2 separate regions of the Oryctolagus cuniculus genome follow, and region 2 is linked to region 1. Evidence: chromatin contacts called from public Hi-C data. All regions are on one chromosome and are shown on one strand. The core of a region is the stretch at or near the end of the contact, and the rest is flanking DNA. Distances in the headings are between cores, read along the strand shown. Region 1 overlaps BCAN (brevican). Region 2 holds the start of TTC24 (tetratricopeptide repeat domain 24).

What was found. A called contact is a pair of places that touch in the nucleus more often than the background predicts.
Region 2: a contact with region 1 is called in a Hi-C map of liver, with 3 times the contacts expected there. The contact joins the promoter of TTC24 here to the enhancer-like site in region 1. A contact is called at or near these places in 4 of 6 Hi-C or Micro-C datasets (ear pinna, liver, skin fibroblasts and 1 more).

What each region holds. Positions count from the first base shown.
Region 1 is chr7:42,115,957-42,122,188 of mOryCun1.1, reverse strand. BCAN (brevican) reads left to right here. Exons shown (of 14, transcript XM_070077514.1): 9 at 295-402; 10 at 932-1,090; 11 at 1,612-1,694; 12 at 1,940-2,084; 13 at 2,256-2,446; 14 at 3,046-3,530. The coding sequence ends at 3,153. Among named protein-coding and RNA genes, the nearest start is that of NES, 16 kb to the right of the region's middle. Within about 2 kb of position 4,233, at least 2 of the 8 cell types and tissues checked have an H3K27ac peak or open chromatin away from gene starts, as enhancers often do.
Region 2 is chr7:42,184,763-42,190,705 of mOryCun1.1, reverse strand. TTC24 (tetratricopeptide repeat domain 24) reads left to right here and starts at 1,928. Exons shown (of 10, transcript XM_070077531.1): 1 at 1,928-4,155; 2 at 4,266-4,469; 3 at 4,839-4,967; 4 at 5,079-5,191; 5 at 5,369-5,506. The coding sequence starts at 3,282. It overlaps LOC103350040 (a long non-coding RNA gene), which reads left to right. Exons shown (of 3, transcript XR_007924216.2): 3 at 1-1,523.

The DNA.
Region 1 (6,232 bases), core at 2,984-5,483:
CAGTGTCACCCAGGAGAGGGAGGAGCCAGCTAAGAGTCCTGAGCAGCCCAGGATCTTTCCCAGGGGCCTCCCTGGCCATCTCCCCCAGTCCCTTGTTGCACAGTGGCCTTCACAGAGCTGAGCCGATACTGAAGGCAGGGTTCACAGAGCAACGCAGACCTCAGGGCTAGGCTGTGACCAGAGGCAGGCTCTGCAGAGACCCTTCTGAGAGCCATGATGGCTTCCGTGCGGGGAGGTCAGGGCTGGGGATGCACACTGCCCTGCTGCCCCCACCTCACTTCTTCCCTCCCCCAGGTGACTGTGTCCCCAGCCCCTGCCACAATGGTGGGACATGCTTGGAGGAGGAGGAGGGGGCCCGCTGCCTGTGTTTGCCTGGCTATGGGGGGGACCTGTGCGATGTTGGTGAGTGTGCTGGGGGGAGGGGTCTGAGGCCTAGGCTCCTCCTCCACGTGTCAGTTCTGGAAGGGGAGGGAGGACTCCGGTTGGGGGGTGGGGGGCCCTGTTGTTAGGGAATCGCTGTTCCAGGCCATTCTGTTCTTCCCCTGAGTTCTTCCCTCGACTTCCTCTCGTTAAGCGCCGCGGAAATGCTGTGAGGGGTCCGGGTGAGACGGGAGCTGAGCGCGCTCCGGGCCTGGGTGGGCGGCCGGCACGTGCCAGGGAGGACAGAAGGGCGTCCTTTAGGGTAGAGGAGCCTAGGGACCAGAAAGGAGCTCCAGCCCTCATCCAGGTCCCAAGGGCTCTGAGACGGCACCAAGCCCCTCCCCTCGGGCCCCTCCAGGGGTCCGCAGGCTGCTCGGCTCCGCCCTCCTGCTCCGGAGCCCCGCCCCTCCCGGTCTGCGGCCGTGCGAGGAATGCAGTCCCTCCCGGGAGACCTGGCCCCTGCGGGTTCCCGGGTCCTCTGGCCTGAGGTGCCCGCCCTTCTGTGCCCCAGGCCTCCGCTTCTGCAGCCCGGGCTGGGATGCCTTCCAGGGCGCCTGCTACAAGCACTTTTCCACGCGGCGGAGCTGGGAGGAGGCGGAGACCCAGTGCCGGCTGCAAGGCGCGCACCTGACCAGCATCAGCACCCCCGAGGAGCAGGACTTCGTCAACAGTGGGCTGGGGGACGCGTCATCCGCCCTCTCACGCGCTCCATAACTAACGCATTAACTCCCTCAACCGTGCATTCATTCATTCACGCTCTTTTGACTTGGCTTCTGCATCCGTTCCTTCGCATTGTCGTTCTCTTCCCTCGCTTCCCACGCGACACCTGGGGTTCCCGGCAGGAACGCACACCTGCACCAGCCGGGCCGCCTCCCGCTGCTCCCAACCTCCCTGCCCCCCCCCCCCCATATGCCTTTCCCAGTTCGGACCTTCTTGCAAGGTTTTACTTTTTCCAGTTTTTCTTTTTTCTTGCCTGGGCAGGGGTGGTGGTGGCCGGTTTCCGTCTTCGCCACTCCCACGCCCCGGCCTCCCTCCGGCCCGCGTGCAAAGTCTAGGGAGAGGGGGGAGCCATCAGGGCGGCGCGCCAGTGGGAGCTGGGCGAGGGCTTCCCGGAGCGCCGGCGACAGGGAACGGCCGCCACCTGCCGGCAGCGGAGCTCACTGCACGCCGCCCTCTCCCCGCGGTCCTCAGATCAATACCGGGAGTATCAGTGGATCGGGCTCAACGACAGGACCATCGAAGGCGACTTCCTGTGGTCGGACGGCGTCCCCCTGGTGAGCAGCTCCCGCCGGCCCTTGCGCTGACGCCTTCTGGTCCGCTTTCTCGAAGCACTGCTGCCCTCCACAGCGAAGACCCCAGACTCCCTCCCTTTCCCCCTCTCCCAGAAGTCCCCAGTCCCCAGACCCTCAGCCTTCTCTCTCCCGGGGGCTCTCCCACGCCACGCCCTGCCCTCTCCAAGTGCCCTGAACTCCACCCACGCAGAGTTCCTCACCCCCCTCCCCTCGCTGCCCATCCCCAGCTTTATGAGAACTGGAACCCTGGGCAGCCCGACAGCTACTTCCTGTCTGGAGAGAACTGCGTGGTCATGGTGTGGCACGATCAGGGACAGTGGAGCGACGTGCCTTGCAACTACCACCTGCCCTACACCTGCAGGATGGGGCTGGGTGAGGGCAGAGGGTGTGACCTCACCCAGAAGGTGTGCCAGCCGTGGGGGGGGGGGGGCTCCCTGACTCTGCTGTCCCCTTGCAGCTCCTCCTCTATGCTGTGATTCTGGGAACCTCCTCCCCCTGCAGAGCCAGGCTCCCACTTGGTTCCTAAGTGTGTCCCTCCCGCAGTGTCCTGTGGGCCCCCACCGGAGCTGCCCCTGGCTCAAGTGTTTGGCCGCCCACGGCTGCGCTATGAGGTGGACACAGTGCTTCGATACCGGTGCCGAGAGGGGCTGGCCCAGCGCAACCTGCCTCTGATCCGCTGCCAGGAGGACGGTCGCTGGGAGCCCCCCCAGATCTCCTGTGTGCCCCGCAGACCTGTGAGTGGGGGTAGGGGGCTCCAGCTCTGCCTGTCACCGGCTGTGTGACCTGGGGGTCCTACTGCCCTTGGCTATGGGACAAAGAGAAGGGGGTGGGCTGGGGTCTCCTTTGGTGCTGATGTCTGAGATCACGTGGTCCTGCTCTAGGCTCTTTTTTTTTTTTAAGATTTATTTTATTTACTTGAAAGACAGAATTACAGAGAGGGAGAGCCAGAGAGAGAGAGAGAGATCTTCCATTCTGTTGGTTCACTCTGCAACAGGCAGAGCTGAGCGGATCTGAAGACAGGAGCTTCTTCTGGGTCTCCCACGCAGGTGCAGGGGCCCAAGGACTTGGGTCATCTTCCACTGCTTTCCCAGGCCACAGCAGAGAGCTGGATAGGAAGTGGAGCAGCCAGGACTTGAACTGGCGCCCCTATGTGATGCCGGTGCTGCAGGTGCTTTAACCTGCTGTGCCACAGCACCGGCCCCTGCTCTAGGCTCCTGAGCCAGAGCAAGTGTTCTCATGAGGTCAGGGGTCAGGGGAAGGGACAGCAGAGGCTGGGCTCTGAGGAGAGAAGGGGGAGCCGGGTGCGGAAGGTGAGTGTCTGTGTCTTCCCCAGGCCCGAGCTCTGCACCCACTGAAGGCCCCAGAAGCACAGCAAAGGAGGCTGCTGGGACGCTGGGAGGCGCTGTTGGCCTCTCCTCCCAGTCCCCCTCCAGGTCCCTAGGGGGCCGGGGTTCTCACCCCAGTCGGACCTCACACCCTGGGGTCTTCCCATCACGGGAAGTTACGGCATGAGAGGGGTGGAGCTACAATCCGGGGGGTGGTGCCTGCAAGGGGCTCCTGGGACATACCTGGGAGGCTCCAGCACAGCACAGGCTCTCTCTCTCTCCACCCCATAACCCGGGCATCAGGGTTTCCCCTCAGGGCAGTGGAGAAAGTCCCCAAGTGCCTCAGCTGCCCTCTCCCTGCCAGCCACGCAGTCCCTCCGTTCCTCTAGGGGGCACTGTCTCCCTCATCCTTGAGTTGCTAAGAGAATGGACGGGTCAGCAGGGTGGGAGCGCCAGTAAACCAGCAGGAAATAAAGCTGCATTTGAGCCTCAACAGCTTTGATGCTTCTGTGTGCCTGTGTGAGAGGGAGAGGTTGAGCAGGGCCTCGCAGCGTAAGACAGAGCGTCTGTGCTTGTTCGCTGCTGAAGGTCAAAGACGCTCTCAAGGTGTTGATGGATGGAACAGTGCCTGGCCCAGAATGGCTGCCAAGGGAGTCCTCAGGGGTTGGGGCACAGCAGAAGCGGCGTGGCATCAGGATGCTCGGCAAGGCAAGACGAGGAGTGCCCAGCGTGCCCAAAGTCAAGCAGTCCCAGGCGACCTCAGTCTGGGGAGAGAAGCCAAGGTCCCGGAGAAGAACGCAGGCGGAGCTTCGGAGAGGGGTTCTCCCAGGGAGTGTGAGAGAGGGGAAGGGAAGACCCTGCCGCTGGCCCTGCAGGTCTAGGGTTAGACTGCAGGGGAGGCAGAGATGCAGGAGATAGGGAAGGAGGCAAGGGCGAAGGGGGGGCATCCGGCTGAGCTGGGCCTCTAGGAACTGACTCGTGGGCCTTTCAGGTTGTAGCCAGAAGAGGGCGCTGAGAGTGCCGTGTGCGCCTGTGTGAGTGAAGTCAGCGCGAGGAGTGGCAGGAGCCCCAGGACACCACCAGGGGGCGCCGCGGTCTTTTCTTTCTGAGGAGCATGGGGTGGGGTCGGAGGGAGGTGACTGGCGGGGGGAGGGGTAGACTTCCGGTCAGGCTGAGCTGGCCCTGCGGGCAGTGAGTCAGCGGAGGTTGACATGGTGAGGTCATTTTGAGAAATGGCGAGAGAATGACCGAATGTGAGTGTGTGTGTGTGTGTGTGTGTGTGTAAGTAGCAAGCTTTTCTCTGGCCCTCATCACAGTGCACAGTGCCTTAGGGAAAGTGTGTATGGGGATGTGGTTCTAGCTTTTAAGATTTATTTATCTGAAAGGCAGCAGACAAGGAGAGACACACAAAGAGAGATCCTCCCTCTGCTGGTTCACTCCCCAAAATGGCTGCAAGGACTGGGGCTGGGCCAGACCGAAGCCAGGAGCCAGGAGCTTCATCCTGGTATCCCACGTGGGTGGCAGGGGCCCAAGCGCTTGGGCCATCTCCTGCTGCCTTCCCAGGTGCACCAGCAGAGAGGTGGGTCAGAAGTGCAGCAGCCAGGACTCCAGCCAGAGGACCTGCGGCGGATACGTCCCAGGCAGCTTACCCTGCTGGGCTGACTCCTCGCCCTAGCCACCACAGTCACACGTGTGAGCACACTCCTGCCTGTGCCCACTCAGCTATACCCAATTCACCCTCATGGTGAAAAAAATTCTTAGTCCTTTTTTTGGAAAGTTGGTGAAACTAAGGGTCAGGGAGACAGATCTGAGGAGCCAAGTGGCTGAGAGAGATATAGAAAGACCCAGAGAGAGAGAGCGAGAGAGGCAAGACACAAGACAGACAGAGGCAGGTTCCAGACAGGTGCACATTGCGGGGGGGGGGGGGGGCTGTGCTGGGGCTCTCGCAGGCTGTCCCTGCCTTCCCCACCCTGTATCTAAACCTGGCACCAGCTGGTCTGAGATGCCAGCGCTGAGCCCCTAGACTCACATTCCTTCCTCACCTCGGTCCTCCCCACACACAACCCAGCCCTGCATGGCTGGGGTGGGCGTGGGGGGGGCGGCTGTTTCTGAAAGCACTACAGGGAAGAGCATGATTCTGGGGCCAGAGTGGGTACCTGGCCCCCATCCTGCAGTACTATGTGGAGGCTCACTCCACGCATTTTAAAGGATACCAGGGCATTTGGCTGGAATGTGAGTGGAGTGAGGTGCGCCTTAAAGGGAGGGGCCTGGAGGAGGCTGTGTCTGGCTCGGGCCTTGGAGCAGTGCCCCCTCCCAGAGCGCGGGGTGGGGGCAGACCTCACGCGAGCTCCCGCTGCCATGAGCTGGAAGGGACTGTGCGTTCTCCGCTGCAGCTCTGCGCTTGCTCGCTCTGTCCTCCACGGACGGGACGCAGGGGGGCCGTGGCCTCTGCTCTGTGTATGGGGAGGCCTCCAGCGGGAGAGAGGGCTGCAACCAGAATCCTTCCTCCCCTCCTCCCCTCCCCACACCTGCTGGGCTGCTGGGGCGGAAACGGAAGTCTGCTCCTGGCTTTGTTGAGCTTCCTGGGGAAGGGGGAGCTGGTCCAGGGATGACTCAGCAGCACCCTGCACAGAACCCAAGCCGTGGCCCAGTGTGCAGGGTGTGCATGCGTGTGTGCGTGCGTCTGTGTGTGTGTGATGGGGCCTACCCTGGTCCTGAGGAGGAGAAGTCCCCCTCATGCAGGAGGATGGACTGGATCACAGATCTGACCACATCCAGGCTCCTGGAAATGTGCTAAGCCCGCAGCCTGCCTCCCACGCAGTCTCAGTGGGGTCCTCCCAAAGGGCGCCCCCTCCCAGGCACGCGGGAGGTCACCGTGCCCCCGGCTTGGGAGCCTGTTGAGATGGCCTTCCATGGTTTCCCCTCTGCGGGGAGGCCCCCAGCTTCCCCTGGGCTCTTCCGACTCACACCCACCGCCTCATTCCTCCCCCACCCCTCCCAGCGCCCACAGCCCTGCCCTGACCTCCCTGGGGCCTTTGTGCCAGCCCACACGGCAGAGAAAGGGCCCCATTGTCCTGGCCGCCTGCCTGACACAGCAGCTCCCAAACACTTCCAAAAATGCTCAGCCCATCAGACCCACGGGGTGGGAGGGCTTTCCCCAGGGGGCTGCAGCCAGACCCCTGCCTGCTGCTGGGA
Region 2 (5,943 bases), core at 679-3,178, 71 kb before region 1:
AATCTGGATGCTTGGGGCTCCTGGCCATGGGGGTCCTATTCCTGCTTCCTGGGAGGGCCCCCAGAACAAGATGCCGAGAAGGAACCGTTGATAATGAGTCGGGCAGATATGCCCTTAGACAGCTGGGCTGAAACCCCCTTCCCAGCTGGAAAGGAAGATCTTGAATGAGGTTCCTCACTTCTGCTTGGGACAAGGGTCCCTGGGCCAGAAAGACCCAGGCAGGGGCCAGCATTGAGCTGCCTCCTTCATCCCATATGGGCGCCAGTTCTAGTCACAGCTGTTCCACTTCCAATCCAGCTCCCTGCTAATGCGCCTAGGAAAGCAGTAGAAGATGGCCCAAGTCTTTGGGCCCCTGCCACTCACATGGGAGACCTGGATGACATTCCTCAATCCTGGCTTTGGCCTGGCCCAGCCCCAACTGATGCAGCCTTTTAGAGAGACCATCAGGGGTCGGCGCTGTGGTGTAGTGGGTAAAAACGCCACCTGCAGTACCGGCATCCCATATGGGCACCGGTTCAAGTCCCGATGCTCCACTTCTGATCCAGCTCTCTGCTATGCCCTGGGAAAGCAACAGAAGATGGCCCAAGTGCTTGGTCCCCTGCACCTGTGTGGGAGACCTGGAAGAAACTCCTGGCTCCTGGCTTTGGATCGGCCCAGCTCCAGCCATTGTGGCCAGTTGGAGAGTGAGCCAGCAGATGGAAGACCTCTTTCTCTTTCTCTGTCTGCCTCTCTTCTCTCTGTGTAATGCTGACCTTCAAATAAATAAATAAATCTTAAAAAAGATGAGACCATCAGTAGATGGAAGATCTCTTTCTCTCTCTGTCTCTCCCTCTCTCTCTCTCTCTGTAGCTCTGCCTTTTAAATAAGTAAAAGAGCTCACAAATGTGTAGAGCAATATTTAAACCCAGACAGTCCCCCTCCAAGCTTGAGTTCTTAACCACTATAAAGTACACCACGTCCAAGGCCACGGACATGAGGCTGCAGAAGAGGCGACCGTGGAGAGGGATTTCAATAGGCCGAGGCTGAGTCAGGGAGAGAGGAGTCAAGGGCGACTTCTGGTTTCCAGCTTGGGCGGGGGGTGTGGGGGGTTTGAGCTGGGGAAATGCAAGTTTTGTTTGAAGAAGGGTACAGGTAGAAATGATTGGCGTATTTGGTGGTGCTGAACGCACAGGAGCGGGTGAAGTGTTCTGGGAAGAGTAGGTAAATGAAGAAGAGAAAATAGCGAGGGGCAGAGGATTGGGGGACCCTAGCAACTGGGAGGTGCTCAGAGGGCCCAGCAGAGGAGATGGGGAAAGGAAGGATCCATGGGGGTCGTGGAAGCCCAGTGCGGAGGGCGTTGCCAGAAATGGCGGCCACAGCAGGGAATCAAGCCAGGAAGGCCTTCAGCAGTGACCGCTGAGTCTTTGGCAGGTCCAGTCCCACCCCTCCCCCACTCATCCTGGCTCCTTACAGAAAGTCTGCGTGAGAGGCGAGGCGGCTGGGTGAGCACGCCTCTCCTTGGCCCCGCGCCAGTGCTGCAGGGCCAGTGCGGGTGAGCCCAGCACTTCCTTAGGGTGTTGTTTCTGGCCAAGTCCTCTCTGCCCAAAACAGGCCTCCCAGGTGAGTGGGGACATTTGCTTTCTGATGCAAGCCACCTTCAGTGAGTTGGGGCATTCTGTGCCCGCTGTCCTGGGGCCGACTGTCCTCTCATTAACAGGGCCTGGAGCTTCTAGATCAGGCCTTTCCTGATCATCAGCCTTCCACCCTGCTCCCGAATGTGAAAGTACCACAGAGAAGCACAGTGTGTGTGTGTGCGTGTGTGTGTGCGCATGCGTGTGTGTGTGTGTAGGCCATCTCTGAGCGTGTAGCCAGTAACCAGCCCCACAGAGTGCTGGTTCATTCCTTGACGTGAAAGATGGGAGGGCTGTGTGTGCCGGGTGGGGAGCCGCAGCCCAGGTAGGGCAGTGGAACCCAGTGTCTGTGTCCAAGCACTAAGATAGGATACCCGAGCTGTCACTCAAAGAACTCCCTAGGAACGGAGGTCAGCACCTGGTTGTCTGGTAACCCCAGGAGCTCTGAGCTAAGAGGGGAGGTAACCCAAGCCAGAGGATCCATTCCAGAAAGCCAGCCGCAGACAAGGAAGCAGGTGAGGCGTCCTGCAGCCGGGGCCCCAAGACCGGATGGAGGTAGCCTGAACGCCCGGGATTGAGGGCCTGGAAGAGCAGGGTTTCTGGGTGTTCTCTGAAGCAGGGGGGATGTCTTTTTAAAAGGAATGCATCACCTCTGCCTGGCTCTCCCCAAAACAGAGGGGAAAGAGAAGAAAAGGGGAGGAGCCAAGAACCCAGCGCTCCGGGCTTTCCCCGCCTTTTCCTGCCTCCTGGGAGGAGAGCTGGTGAAAGGCTTTGCCTTCCGAGGGGAAGGATTCTAACCGGATACACGCGCTGAATGGATTCGGTTTAAGAGGACCCTGGAGACCAGGGCAGGATGTCGGGGGGACCGGAACCGGCCAGGAGACAGAAAGCTGAGGACCCTCGGGGAGACAAAGGGAGGGGCTGGCCATGGAAAGGCAGCACCCCCTGGAGGCTGGCTCCCTGCCAGTCCAGTCCCCAGGCCGGCTCAGGCAGGAGTCCTCTGAGCACTGGCCTGCCCTGGACTCCGTGTGGAGAGGAGCCAGCAGGCACGAGATAGGAGTGGGGGCGGGGCAGGCAGAGGCACAGAGAAGCAGGGGAAGGAGAGGCTGTTCCTCCACTGGCTCACTGTTGACTGCTGTGAACTGTATGTAACAGCAGGTGCACGCTAATGCTTCCAAATTCTAAAATCAATCAGTTACACTTACCTTGAATGTAATGAAAAGTTCTGGGCGGGGAGGGTGTGGTGGTGATGGGTGCACAGCAGCGGAAGCGTACTTAACGCTACAAAACTGAACCCCTAAAAAGGGTTAAAATGGGGGGGGCTGGTGTTTGTTTGACACAGTGTTGCCACTTAGGACGGGTACATCCCAAATCAGAGTGCCTGGGTTAACAATTTGTTTTATTTTATTGGAAAGGTAAAGAAACACACACAGAGGAGAGGGAGAGGGAGGGGGAGAGAGAGATTGCTTTCCTGTCTGCTGGTTCATTTCCCAAACGCCTATAACAGCTGGGGTGAGTGAGTTCAATGGTGGCAGCCAGGAACTCAGTCCTTGTCTCCCACGTAGGTAGCAAAGCCCCAGCTACTTGAACCACCATCTGCACCTCCCAGGGTGTGCATGAGCAGGAAGCTAGAATCCAGACCAGAGCTGACTCAAACCCAACCATTCTGCTATGGGATGTGTGCGTCCCAACCGCTGTGCCAAGTGCTGCCCACATCAGCCATTCTTAGGCGTGCAGTCCTGTCAGGAGCAGGGTGGGGCTGAACTGCTCTCCAGGGAGGCTGGCTGCTCTGGGGCAGCCAAGGCCAACAGACCCAGGCCTCTCTTCCCCATTGTCAGTCCCATGTCTTCTCCCAGCCCTGAGGATGCCCCACCAGAACCTGAGCTTGGTTCCGCAAACTGCAAGAGGAAAAAGAAGACGACACGGTCACAGCAGGAGGCCGGCATCCAAGCCCTCACCAGAGCTGGCCATGCAGCTCTACGAGCCGGCCAGAGCCATGAGGCCTTGGCTAGCTTCCAGAAGGCCTTCCTCCTGGCCTCCGAGGCCCCACGGACCAGGGACACCTCCGTGCTCCGAGCTTGTGCCTGCAACCTGGGAGCCGCCTACGTGGAGACTGGGGACCCAGCCAGAGGCCTTGAGCTGCTCCTGCGGGCCCAGCCCGAGGAGAAGGCACAGGGCAGGCCTCACGGAGACCACTGTTTCAATGTGGCTTTGGCCTACCATGCCCTGGGCAACCTGACTCAAGCTCTGGCCTGGTACCGCAGGGCTCTGGGCCACTACCAGCCCCAGGGGGACCAGGGGGACGCCCAGGCAAAAATGGGAGCCTGCTACCAGGCCCTGGGACAGCCTGAGCTGGCAGCCCACTGCCTGCAGGAAGCAAGCCGGGCCTACTCCCAAGCAAAGCGGCCCCGGGCCGCAGCCCTAGCACTGGGGGCTGCAGCAGACTGTATGCTGGAGAGCGGGCGGCATGGGGTGGGTGAGGTGCTACAGGTGCTGGAGGAGAGCCGGAAGCTTGCCAACAGGAGTGCAGATCGGGCACAGCTGGGTGAGGCCTTGGGAGAGGAGGGAGGTGGGGATCTGGGGAGACAGAGCCTGCAGGGAAGGGTCTGGGGGACGTCGGATGTGGCCACCAGTGACCCCAGCTGTGTTCTCTAGGATGGCTGTATAACGACCTAGGCCTGGGCTACTCCCGACTGCAGCTGTTCCCTATGGCCGTGGAGGCTTTTGGGCAGGCGCTGCCTCTGTGCCGGGACCCCCGGGAGCAGGCCACGGTACTGGGAAACCTCGGGGTAGCCCACAACGCCCTTGGCAACTATGCGGAAGCCCAGGCATTTCACCGTGCCGCCGCCAGCCTACATGGTAGGTGCTGGGGCTGGGACCAAGGACTAAGAGGAGGCCCTGAGGCTTAAGGAGAGAGGGAGCTTTGGGGCCAATGGTGAGGCCTGGCGGCCTGGGGCCAGGGGGCTCAGGGAGAGCCTGGCAGGATGGAAAGGAACCATGGCGTAAGCAAGGGGAGGGAAGAATGTGGGAGGAGGGCCCCAAGAGGGCGCAGCACCCCTCTTAGGGACACCAAATCCACCCAGCTTCAGCGGCCACACCTGCCTTGCCCGCCTGGACTAGCCAGTTGGGGGAGGTGGCCAGCCCCCCACCCCCAGGTTGCTGGGTGAGGGTTCCGGTGTGCCAGCAGCCCCAAGCACCCGCTTAGGCCCGAGTGGGCTGTGTTGCCAGGCGCTGCTGGGCAACGGTGGGAGCAGGGCCGGAGCTTTGGCAGCCTGGCGTTTGCGCTGAGCCAGCTGGGGGACCACGAGGCCGCCAGAGACAGCTACCTGCACGCCCTGCAGGCCGCTTGTGACTCCGGTAAGGGCGGGGCCGGAGCCCGGGGGGTTCTGGGCGCTGGGCGGGAGGGTACCCATGGAGGGGCAGGTCAGTGGGGCAGGGAGAGGACCCTTCACGCCTGCCTTCCCCCAGGGGACACGAAGGGGCAGTGGCAGGCCTGCGAGGGTCTGGGGGCTGCGGCAGCCAGACTGGGGCAGTATGACCAGGCCTTGACGTACTACAAGGAGGCGCTGGCCCAGTGTCAGGTGAGCACCTCCACGCCCCTGCCTCTGGACCGTAGTGTCGGGACACCCGAGAAAAGGCACGGGGATGGAGCAGAAGAGGGGGACACGGAGCCCCCTCCCCTCGTCCCCATCCTGTTTTGTTCCCCACCCCCGACCCCACGATGTCCCCACCAAGCCCAGGCCTGCCCCCCTCTCCAGGAGGAGTCGGATTCTGTGCGACAACGGCTGGTGGCCAAGCTGGCAGACGCCATGAGGACCCACTCGGCCCAGGTGGGACTGGTCCCGGCTCACACCCTGGGGAAAGGACACCTGCGACAAGGACCGGCCAGGGTGGGGGTTCCGGGAGGAGGGGGTGGCGGCGAGCGGAGCCCGCGTTCCCAGAGGCGCTGCGCTTGGCTGCTCATCTGTGTTCCGCTGCCCCAGGCTCGCGTGTGGGATGCGCGCCACTTTCCCCGCGGGGTGGGGAGGTGGGCGGACGAGGCAGGCCGCCAACGCCAGGGCTGCCCGGCGCTTTGGCTGACTGGTAAGAAGCCCATTGGGTAAGGCCCCCGGCGCAATCAAGGCTCCTAGGCCGGCTCTGCCAGGAGGTGGAAACGGTTTTAAGTCCTTGGCTGCAGTTCCCGAAATGACCACAGGATGGGAGTAGTGCCCCATGAAAGTCCCTTTCTTCCAGCTCCAAGTCGCCAGGGAGCATCACCAAGGGGCTCCTGTCCTGGCTCTTCCTCTCTCCAACTGCCTCCTCCTCCCACTATGAGAACCTTCTGGAAACTTCC